Regions from separate parts of the Mus musculus genome. Here region 1 is linked to region 2. The links are chromatin contacts, called in public promoter capture Hi-C maps. All regions are on one chromosome and are shown on one strand. The core of a region is the stretch at or near the end of the contact, and the rest is flanking DNA. Distances in the headings are between cores, read along the strand shown. Region 1 has its middle 18 kb from the start of Gm9946. Region 2 has its middle 52 kb from the start of Cxcl12.

Region 1 (5,708 bases), core at 1,200-3,699, 360 kb before region 2:
AGACGTGGGTACTTGCATTTGAGCATGTACTTTTGTCTTTTCCAGTCTCTAGGTTTTTAAACTTAGCATACAAAGTAATGGATTTCAGTATGGAATTTGTGCCTGTGTGCATGTGTGTTGCAGTTACTCTGGGTTCCTATCCGTTCCCCAGCCTTCTTTAATGTCTGCATCATCTTGGTGATCTTATTCATGCCCCCAAGTTGTCCTTACTTCTGCCTTCATGACATACATATTCCATTGCCTTCTGTTTTCCCCCACAATTCTCTATTTCCTTCTCCTCTCTAAGTGTCTCTGTGTGCATGTCTCTCTGTGTGTGTATCTCTCTCTGTGTGCCTATGTAAGTTTAAATTTAGATTTTTTATATGAAAGAAAATATGGCATTTGTCCTTCTGTGTCTGGCTTATCTTGCTTAACAAGTTCTGTTCTGTTCATTTCCCCAAGTATGCTGTGCTTTTATTCTGCTTTATGACTGAAAAACATTCATTGCTTACACGTACCACATTTTCTCTATCCATTGCTTTAACTGGAACCTGCTGGTTCTATATATTGCTAATGTGAGTAGTACAGCAATTAAACATGGTTGTGCAAACATCGCTGTGGTATGCTGAGTTAAGAATCCTTTCTGTATATACTTAGAAAAGTGGTGTAGTGGGAACATGTAGTAGTTCCAGTTTTAGTTTCTTAAGAAACCTCCATACTGATTTCCAAACTGGTGTCTCCAATTTACCTTTGTATCAGTAGTATATAAGTACCACCCCTCCCCACCATATGTTTATTTTGATGATAGTGTTTCTGACTGGGGTGAGATGAAATTCCAAAGCAGTTTCAATTTGAATGTTTCTGATGGCTAAAGATGTTGAACAGTTTTAAAAGTATTTATTGATCATTTGTATTTCATTTTTTGAGAAGTTAACTTGATGGTTTTGCTGTTTAGTTTTTGGAATTCATTGTAGGTGACAAGGATTCCCCACCCCCCTTTTTAGTTTGAGTTTTGTATTTGTCTATCAGGCCATACACTGAGGCTCAGACATCATATGAAAGAGCCTGGAAGGGAGGATCTGAATGGGGTGGCTGGGGTAAAAAGGACTTGCAGTCTAGGATCTTCCCCCATCCCTTCCTTTGGGATTGGCTAGAGTAAAGCACAAAGCACAAAGACAGTCTATTGAAGGCACTTTTGGTGTCCTGGGCTTCTTTTGCTAATTCTGGCTTCTTTCCCAGGTTCAAGGCTTGCTTTGGAGACAAATCACTGAGGTCCATGGCAGGTATAGAGTGGAGTTCAAATCTGCTCTTTGAGAAGAGAAGCCCAGAAGAGAGTGGATTCTTGAAGCCCCATGGAGGGCTAGCTACATTTTACCTGGAGACAAGATAATCTGAGGGGCGAAGCCAGTGATGCAGAGCACCAAGACTCAGAAGATGAATATTGTGCCTGCTTTGGCGAGACATGGTTCAGACTCAGAAGGAGTATGTAACGATAATAAAGAGAAGATATGATGATATCAGAGAGTTCTGTATTATGTGCAACACAGAATGTAAAGAAGATGAAACAGAAAACAGACCTGAGGCTTCCAGGCTGTCCACGCCTCTGTGCTAACAAGTTAGATGAGTACTGACTGGCATGAAAGAGTTCTCCATGAGGCCATCTAAGCAAAGAATACTGAACAGGACAAGCGTTTCTGAGCAGAAACCAGACACGACTATCTGATGATTCTAAAGAGGGCAGGGGTCCCTTTACATCAGACCCGTCAGATGCAAAGTAAGAGTGAGTAGGTGAGTCTGTGTGAGAGGACTCTGTGTCACTTTAGAAAGTCCGAGTTTATTTGCTCCATGCATAGTGTCAAACAGGTGGTTGTAGATCTGTTCTTTTGTTTAGGAAGAATGACTATTGTAGGAGGACACAGGGCAAGGTTGGGGACAGGGAGAGCATAGGAGTCAACTGAAGAGGTGAAATCACCGTTTTGACCTGAGGATGGGCAGATAAAGATGTATTCATTCACTTAGCTAGACCTGTGTACAGCCTGATTAGACTCAGATCAAATGGGAGCTCGTGGCAGAGCCACATGGGATGTGTGCCTCATGTTTCCACATTTCCACTGAGTCACATTCAGAATTTGTGATGTGCAATTCCACTCGAAGGCTGTAGATCTGAAACCTACAGGAGTGGGCCTGGATATGAGCAGCACCTGCAGTCACTGTAATGTCTGCCCAGATGGTGTTGCTCATGGGTTGCTCGGAACAGAGTCAGCTCCCCAGTGCCCCAGTGCCCCAGTGCAGGAATGCCCAGGCAGAGAGTAGTAGGAAGGCTCCAGTCTAGGACAGAGTTTAGACTTTATGGTTTTAGAGCCCCTTGCCCATTTGTGATGTGGCATGAATCTGTACATCCATCACAGCTACATTTAGCCACTGATAACCATGGGGAGGGCCCAGAAGAGTTAAAATGTTTGCTTTCCTGAAGCTTGCCTTGTGCAAATGGCAAAGCCACACAGCAGCTGACAGACTCCTGTGCAGCACGTGTCAGTACTGTGGGAATCGCATACTAATCTGCTTGTCACGTGTGGTGGCCAGCTCTTCCCATGTGCTGAATTTTATTAAATTATCCAAAAAGCCTGACACAGAAATGTCTTTGTGCTTTTAAAGTCAGTTAGTGGTTTGTTTTGTTTTTAAGAGAAAGTGGCCTTTAGAGATAAGGGAAGTATATTTTGGTCAAAATTTACTGTCATTTAAAAGCTGTTACAAAACAGGGATAATTAGAGAAGCTGGTGGCGGTTAATTAAACTGTGTGAGCGAATGCTATGTCATCCCAGTTCTCAGCACAGAACCCTCTCGGCTTAGGATGGTTGCTGGTAGGAGGAGAAGAAAGCCCAGTTATTCGGAAAGAGAATTTTCAGATTCTGGATTTATGTTAAAAAGAGACACTTTTTGAAACTCTGTGTAAATGGCATCACATCTGGTACCAGATATTCCAGAGTCAGGGTCCAGGGACCCACAGATTAAAAGGAAGCCTGGGCCCTCTCGTGTCTAGAATAGATGACCAAAAGGAATATGGGTGTGTTTGCACAGAATCTCACTTACAAGAGATCAGAGGGTTTTTCAAAGCGCTTCTTGAGCGTTTTCCTGGCACTTCTCTTGGCAGTGGCACTAGGTTGTAGTGGTTCTGGAACTTGTTTTGTTGACTTCTGCACATCATCTGGAGCACAGGGCATGTGTGACACGAGTGGAGACACAGTCCCAGTCGGGACATTGCCACCTTTTAAGCTTTTGGCACAGTAGCCATTCCGAGTGCCTCATGTTCTTGTATTGACCAGCCTGTCTTCTTGGAAATTATCATCTCACCTTGGTTCTTTGAAGTGAACTTGTTAAATGCCCACATTCTGAGATGTCGTCTATCACATTGGGAAGGAAAGACAAAAAGACATCCTTTAAAAACTCGCATGGATGGAGAAAAATTTCCGAGTCACAAAATGATTTGACATGTTAAGTAAAACAAGCTCTGAAATTGTGTTTCCAGTCACACTAATGAAAATGAGCCCTTCTCTGGACTTCCTTAGCTGTTACAGCTAACATAAAATAGACTTCATAATAAAAGATGATACTGTCCAAGGGCATTTCGGTTGGCTTGCTTCTCTTTCTACAGAGAGCCTAGAGCCACAGGCTCTGGTCCCTGCTCCATGTCCTGGGCCCACATCATATCTCATGCTCCTCTTGAGTTCTGGTCAGAGGTCACATCCCAGAGGTCACATTCCTCTTGCCTCAGGGATAATTGCACAAGTAATTGTTAGAAATACTATCTCATGGCCTTTCAAAGGTGTCTATGCCACATGCACCTGAAGTTAGCAGACATTATGGACTTTGATGGGGTGTTTATGTCTGTCTTTAATGGAAATGGAAGCTCCTGTGTTTTGTTTCAGTAATTCCCGTCAAACTCCAGTGTGTGTACTAAGTCTGCCTTCCCTCCCACTGTTCAGTCTCCTTGAATGGAGAACATGGAATAAATAGACCTTTTTCTTCTTCCTTAGTGTCCCAGCCATTGTTAACTTATTATAGTATAGCATATAAGGCTCAGGGACTTGGCAAGAGGGAAAGAATCAGAAGTGGGAGTTCTCTACTTTCCTTAATTTTACAGTTTGTTATTTGGTCCAAGTGATGGGAAATCAGAGTCCATACGTGTAGCCAAGGCACAGCACACATGATCAGGGTTGCATACAGCATGTAGGATCAGGGTTGCATACAACATACATGGCCAGGGTTGCACATGGCATGCGTGGTCACAGTTGGTCCACTGTGGGGATGGTTTCTATGTCAGTGCTAAGCTTTGCTTCTCCTGTTGCAAGTACAGAAAATCCCTGGTTTAGGACGGCGTGACGCACGATTTCCAGCTTTTACATGGTGAGAAAGCCATATGTACTTCGAAGCCGTGGCTTATGCTACTGAGTTTTCCTCGGGCTAGTACTGTCTGGGGCCATCTCTAAAGGTTCAACTTCACCTCTTAGTAAGTCAAGAGGCATTGCTGAGCTCTTCAGTGCAATAGATATTTTGAGAAAGAGACAGAGAGAGAGGAGAGACCATGTGCACATCATTTTTGTTACAATATATTGTTATGTGTTGTATTTTGTCATTGGCTTTTGAGGTCAAAATCTTCCTGTGCCTAATTTATAAGTAAGCTTTGTTGCAGGCATAAGCAGAAACTATAGCCATGGATTCCTGGGCTCCAGGTGTGCACCGGGGCTCTTGACACACAAACCCTCAAGGATAATGGTGACCTCTGCGTTAGGAGAGAGGATTCCTGACTGGGTGCTGAGGGTCCTGAGGCAACTTGACCTTCTTGCAAGAGCAACACCATTGAGAGAATTCTCTCCCTTTCGAGGTTCCGATGACAAAACCAACACAATTCCACCACTTTCTATCCTGGGGAACCGGTAAGGTTTTTTTTTTTTTAATGCATCCTCACACACACTGGTAACGGATTACTGATGGGAACTTGGGTGACTCCAAAACAGACGCACTGGGAAGTCTTCAGCCAGAGATGATGGCTTCCTTCGAGCCATGTACATGGCGTGCCCATCTCCTAGTCTTCCTGAGTCTATACACTCTAGCCCTTCCCTAAGCCCCGTGCAGATAGGGCAGGGTTGCATACACATGGCTTAGTGGAGTGGCTGGGCACTCAGGCGGGATTCCAGTGACCCTCCATACTCACTCCCAGGGGAGGATGTCAGCAGCCAAGGGGCCAGCTGTGAGGACTGTTCCCTCGCAGACACAGCTGGTCTTAGGAAGATGGCTGCTCTCCTGGGAGGACAGTGCTGTGCAGCATCCCTCATTGTGAGACACTGAAGAGTGTCCGGGGACAGCTGGCGCTGCTTCAGAGAGTGTCACAAATCACAGCAGCCAGTTACTGTGCTCTGAACCTTCTGTGCTGAAAGTGCCACATTTTAGGCCTGGGTTTGGCAGTACAAAGAATATGCATAACTCAGTAGCAATTCATTCATTCATTCATTCATTCATTCATTCATGGTTTGGTTTCTCAAGTCATGATTTTTTTTTGTTTTGTTTTTGTTTTGTCTTTTTTTTTTTTTTTTTTAGACCTGGCTGTGCTGAAACTCTGTAGACCAGGCTGGCCTCGAACTCAGAGATCCTTCTGCCTCTGCCTGCCTAATGCAGGGATTAAAGGTGTGTACCATGCCCTGAATGGTCCTGATCTTGTGGGTGGCATTTTA
Region 2 (5,637 bases), core at 2,879-5,378:
TTTCTGAAAGTTGTTTTAACATTTCCTCATATGTATTTTTTTTAATTTTTGAAATTAAAACCTGTTCACATAGTGTTCGCCTTTCTCTTTCCCCCTATACCCTTTCCTATGCACCCTTGTTTCCTCTCAAATTCATGGCTTCTGTTTCTTCAATTGTTGTTGCATACATAAATGTATGTGTGTGTGTATATATATACTCTTAAATATATGAGTCCAGCTTGTTCAGTCTTGGTTATTTATGTCTATTTATGTAATGTGACTTGTATGGATAGGATTTCAGGGCTGAACACGTGGTATTGGATAACCAATTAGAACACTTCCAGGGGGGAGACGGTCCCTCCTGTTCTCATATTCCTTAGTTGCTGTGGTTCTTGTCAAGGGCTGAGGCACCGTGAAAGTTCCCTCTTCCATGTTAGCATGTCCACTGGTGTCATCCTGCTCCAGCCTTGTTTAAGCAGCCATGTTGATGAGACTCCATAGGTGTAGCATCTCTGATGATGCTCTGACAATCTTCTACCTCCTTTTCCACTACCATCCCTGATCCTTAGGTACAGGAATTGTGCTGTAGACATATCAGTTGGAGCTGGGCACCACGTGGTCACTTATTTTACGTGTTTTGATTGGTTGTGCCTTTCTGTAAAGATCTCTGTCTATTGCAAGGAGACACATAAAATAATAAAATAAAATGATTATTTTTAAAACACCATTTAAAAGAAATAAGATAATGATTTAATAGAAAAAAGGAGGAGGAGGGGGAACACATGCTGCTCTTACAGGTGGCCAGAGTTTGGTCCCCAGAGCCTATGTCAGGAAGCTCCCAACTGTCTGTAACTCCACCTTCAGGGATCCGATGCTCTTTTCTGTCTTCCGAGGTTACTGCATGCATGTGCACACGCCCACACACAGGCACCCACGTAAACACAATTAAAGACCAATCATTAAAAATTAAAATATAACAACAGGGAATACTAAAATCTTAAATGGGTCTTAAGAAACACAACTTTGAACTTTAGCCAATTACTGTGCTCGGTAGAGCCAGAGAAGCTGCCTGCTCACCAGTGTTCCCCCATGCTGGCTGCACAGGATCTTAACTGAGAGAGGACCAGCCGTGAAAGGCAGATCATCATCACCACCACCACCACCATCACCATCACCATCACCATCATCATCATCGTCTGTATTATCAGGGTTCTCTAGAGTCACAGAACTTATGGATAGTCTCTATATAGCAAAGGAATTTATTGATGACTTATAGTCTGCAGCCCAATTCCCAACAATGGTTCAGTAGTAGCTGTGAATGGAAGTCCAAGGATCTAGCAGTTACTCAGTCTCACACAGCAAGCAGGCGAAGGAGCAAGAGCAAACCTCCCTTCTTCCAATGTCCTTATATTGTCTCCAGCAGAAGGTGTAGCCCAGATTAAAGGTGTGTTCCATCACAACTTTAATCCCAGATGAAAGGTGTAGCTCAGATTAAAGGTGTGTTCCACCATACCTTTAATCCCGGATGACCTTGAACTCGGAGATTTAATCTTCTGGAATCCATAGCCACTATGCTTCCAGATCTCCATACCAAGATCCAGATCAGAAACTTCTATCTCCAAGCCTCCAGATAAGGGTCACTGGTGAGCCTTCCAATTCTGGATTGTAGTTCATTCCAAATATAGTCAAGTTGACAACCAGGAATAGCCACTACAATCGTCATTGTCATTGTCATCTTTATCATCATCATCATCATCAGCAGCAGCAGCAGCAGCATTTACAGCAAGTGTCAAGGCTAGCTCCTGGCATGTCATCTCAGACTCCGCTAAAGTAAGATGGAGTCAGACCGTGTTTTTTTTCTTGGCTCACTCATCCTAAAAGAACTGGTCCTCCAACCCAGGGGTCAGAGAGCCTATGGCCATGACAGGAGTCTTGATAGTCTCCATGACAGCAGTGTACTCTTCATCAGCCTTCCTCCTCCTCCTTTTTCTCTTATTCTTCCTCTTCCCCTTCTGCCTCCTCCTCTTCCTCTCCCTCCCCATTCTCTTCTGCCTCCTCCTCACTCTCCCCCCTCCCTTCTGACCGAGAAGTCTGACTTTTCAGTCCTACGCACTACATGCCCCGAGGACCTCCTGGCCTCTATTGCTGGTGGAGACTTGGGACAGCTGTTTGTATGTGCACGTCCACTCGGTGAAACTGTAGCCCACAGGTCACCCAGCTCAGGTCACAAAGCTTAGGCTCCAGGTGCAAAGCAGGGCAAAGGTCAGCTGGAGCCTCACTGAGCCCAGTCTGGGAGCTGAACATTCTTAAAAGACATTTGCTCAAAGGACCTTTGCTGGTGGGAAAGTTCCCGGGCCTTCATTCTTGGCTAGGAAAAGAAAACATTGTTCAAACAGGTGGGTGAGCGTTAGCTTCAGGGAACGCTGAGAAAGAAAAACTAGAGACCTTACCCAAAACATTCACGGCCTGACCTTTGCAGGTGTCACAGGATCTTATATCCGGAAGTCCGGAGGACAGCCCCTCTCCCCTCACTTCAGGGCCCTTTGCGAGGGTGCCTGTTGCCAGCTGAAGTTAAAGGGCAGCAACCATCAGGGACAAGGTTAACCCTGTACACGTGAGGCCCGGGCTCTGTCATGCATGCTTGTGAATGGTTGGAAGTCTCTACTGCAAAGGGCCTGCCTGGGCCTCAGAAAGCACCTGATGGCTGAGGGCTACCCCCTCACCAGTGAATGGAGATCTGTCCTGATGGTCAATTTGGTTTATAAATCTGTGCTTTTTAAAGAAAGCATTTGGGAGATTTTATGTATAAAACTCTTGAACAATTTACTCTGGGTAATTCATAAGGCCTAAAGTCCTATAAGACTGAGCTCAGGGACCTGGGCCTCTGCATTTCCTGCTCCCATCCCCTATTCAGGCACCCAGGCACCCTGGCAGCTATGTGCTCTGTCCTGTCTCTCCCCTCTGTTGGAGACTTCCTCTATACTCCAGAACTCTCGGGGGCCTCCTATGTAACAGAGGGACACATTCCTTAGATATCAATAAGCCGACTCTATCAACCACATTGGTGAGAATTCCCAGTAAAGAATGCAAAGAAACAGAAAGATCTGCTTATGTGCAGTGGACCCTTGAACTGGTTTTTTTAATGTTCTTTGCTGAATTGGAACAGCAGCCAGCTAGGAGTGGCCGGAAAGAGAATGGCATCTGTAGGGCTCCACATGGGGGCATGGAGCTGGGCAAGGGAGTGTTCTGCTTAGAGCCAAGGACCCTACAGGGGTGACAGAAGGTGACAGGGAAGGAAGAAGGGAGGATGCTGCGCGTGCACAGCCCCCACTGCTCTCCAGCCGCGCCCTTACTCTGACTCTTTGTGATTCACACAGTTTGAGACATGCAAGGCAGATCTTCAATCCATTTCTTAAGTGACCCAGAGTGCCTAAAAATGGGATTTTACAATATCATAAACTTAATGCCTGAATCCCAATTCTAAACTCCAAGCTGTGTTTTTCTCTATCTCACAGAAGGACAAAGAAGGAAAAGGCCAGAGAGCAGGCCATGACTCCATTCTTGGATCCTTGTGCCTACTAGGTGCACAACAAAGACCTTGATTGTGTTCTAAGGGTCTTGTACCTACTTTGTGCACAACAACTTTTGAATGAATACATGATGGATAACAACAAGAGATTTTTTAAAAGTAGCAAGTGCGTTATGCCAAGAATGTTTTCAATTTCCAGGTTCTGTCATTTATCTTAGTTTTTAAAACAGTCTGCATATGTGGCTTATGAAAGTCAGTGGTGCAGTTCAGAAACAGAGAAACTGCGTGACCCAGCCATGCTTTGCCAAAGGCAAAATGCAGAGTAGGTAGGTTGATACTATGGCAGGAAACCAGCCCTGTAACCCGACCCAGAGAGCTGTTTATGCTCTGACTCTTGAGCAATATGGCTCAGAGATTCAGAGAAATGTTGTGTTGTGAGTTTTTAGGGGGCAGTGAGGGTGGCTCTCACTCTTTCTCACTGGAGGGCCAAACCTCAATATCCAGTGCCTCACCAAACACTCTCCAAGCCTACCACTGCCCCCCCCTCCTGCTCTAGATGAGCCTTAGTCATACATGCACACACACACACACACACACACACACACACACACGCACAGTCTGCTCTCTCTTTGCAATAGGCTCAGCACACCACAGTAGGCAGATCTGCCTAGGTAGTCGCCTGCACCAGTACCAAGAACGGAGTGTCTCAAATCCATGTCAGAATCAGAATCACCTGGCAGGCTTGCAAAAACAGCATGCTGAGCCCAACTCTATTGGTTCGAATTTGAGAGGTCCAGATGGAGGCTAAGAAGCTGTGTGTGCTACTGATGCTGCTCAGTCAGAGATGAAAGACAAGAAAGGCATCAGGCTGGCACTGACACACTTTTATAGCCAGGTTTCATCCAGCTCTCTGTCCTTTATGCTCACCCAGCAGTCAGGGATCATGTGTGTGTTCCCAACCGCACACATCCTGTGTGTGCCTTGAATGCTTTCCTCTTGCACCTTTCTTCAGGCTCTGCACCCATCCTCAGACCCTTCCACACAGTGCAGACCTCACTGCTCAGATTTTCTCAGCTCCCTTAGCAGAATCCCCTGCCTTGCTTTTAAAGGGCTTACTAGTTTCTTTCTTCTGGTTTTGGGGGACAGGGTCGCACAGCGGCTCAGTAACAGGCTTTGGGCACTAGCGGGACTGCTTTCAGTTCCCCCTTCTTCAACTGGCAAGCTGTGTGAGCCAAGATGTGGGGGCCTTGGGATCTCCAGGCCTTGGTTCCCTCCTCTGTGTGAGGACAGAAATTCATATTGAATTTAAGACCTGTCTGTGTTTTGTTGTTGTTGTTGTTGTTGTTGTTATGTTGTTTCGATCCTTCCCTTTGAATGTGACTGGCTTTCAAGACTCACTGTAACAAACAGCATGCAGTAGAAATGACACTGTAATTCTGAGATGAGGTCAAGTAAGCCATGCAGTTTCTGCAGACTGCTTTATGATACTTCTACTTGATACTCAACTCCTCTCCATGAGTGAGCCAAGCACTACCTGAAGATACCACATAGGCAACTTCAGCCAGGGTCTCAATGGAGGACCCAGATGATGTCACATCCACACTAACTGAGGCTCAATGTGACTTCAGTCCTCATCACCTGTCTTACTCCACTATGTGTTGCTATAATGAAGTACCTGAGGTTGGGCTTTAACTAAGAAAGGAGGGTTGTTTATCTCTCAGTTTTGGAGTTTTGCAAATATAATACTTGCCTGGTACTACAGATCATGGGTAGAACATTTGCCCTGTATGTCCAAATTTCTGGGCTCCATCCCCAATAATTCAAATAATAAATAGTGATAGCTCAACTTCAGAATCTGCTTGAGTGTAGGAAAGGCTTGCTGGATACTTCAGGCCATGGTGGATGATGGGAACACATGACAAAACAGCAAGAAAGAGGGAGCCTGGAGCATGGCTGCCTTGTAGAAACTCATCCTTGTGAAAACCAACCATATGCCAGCAAGATTTTGTTGACAGGACCCTGATATAGCTGTCTCTTGTGAGGCTATGCCAGTGCCTGGCAAATACAGAAGGATGCTCACAGTCATTTATTGGATGGAACACAGGGCTCCCAATGTAGGAGCTAGAGAA

The links. Promoter capture Hi-C pulls out the DNA fragments that hold promoters and counts their contacts.
Region 1: a contact with region 2 is called in a promoter capture Hi-C map of hippocampal neurons, with 3 times the contacts expected there. The contact joins two enhancer-like sites. A contact is called at or near these places in 1 of 39 promoter capture datasets (hippocampal neurons), 1 of 484 Hi-C or Micro-C datasets (bone marrow-derived macrophages) and 1 of 115 datasets of contacts at active chromatin or transcription factors (acute myeloid leukemia).

Annotation. Positions count from the first base shown.
Region 1 is chr6:117,574,837-117,580,544 of GRCm38.p6, reverse strand. No RefSeq gene overlaps it. Among named protein-coding and RNA genes, the nearest start is that of Gm9946, 18 kb to the right of the region's middle. Within about 2 kb of position 2,449, at least 9 of the 459 cell types and tissues checked have an H3K27ac peak or open chromatin away from gene starts, as enhancers often do. A contact at or near this core is called in hippocampal neurons, where this site is marked.
Region 2 is chr6:117,217,717-117,223,353 of GRCm38.p6, reverse strand. No RefSeq gene overlaps it. Among named protein-coding and RNA genes, the nearest start is that of Cxcl12, 52 kb to the right of the region's middle. Within about 2 kb of position 4,128, at least 30 of the 459 cell types and tissues checked have an H3K27ac peak or open chromatin away from gene starts, as enhancers often do. A contact at or near this core is called in hippocampal neurons, where this site is marked.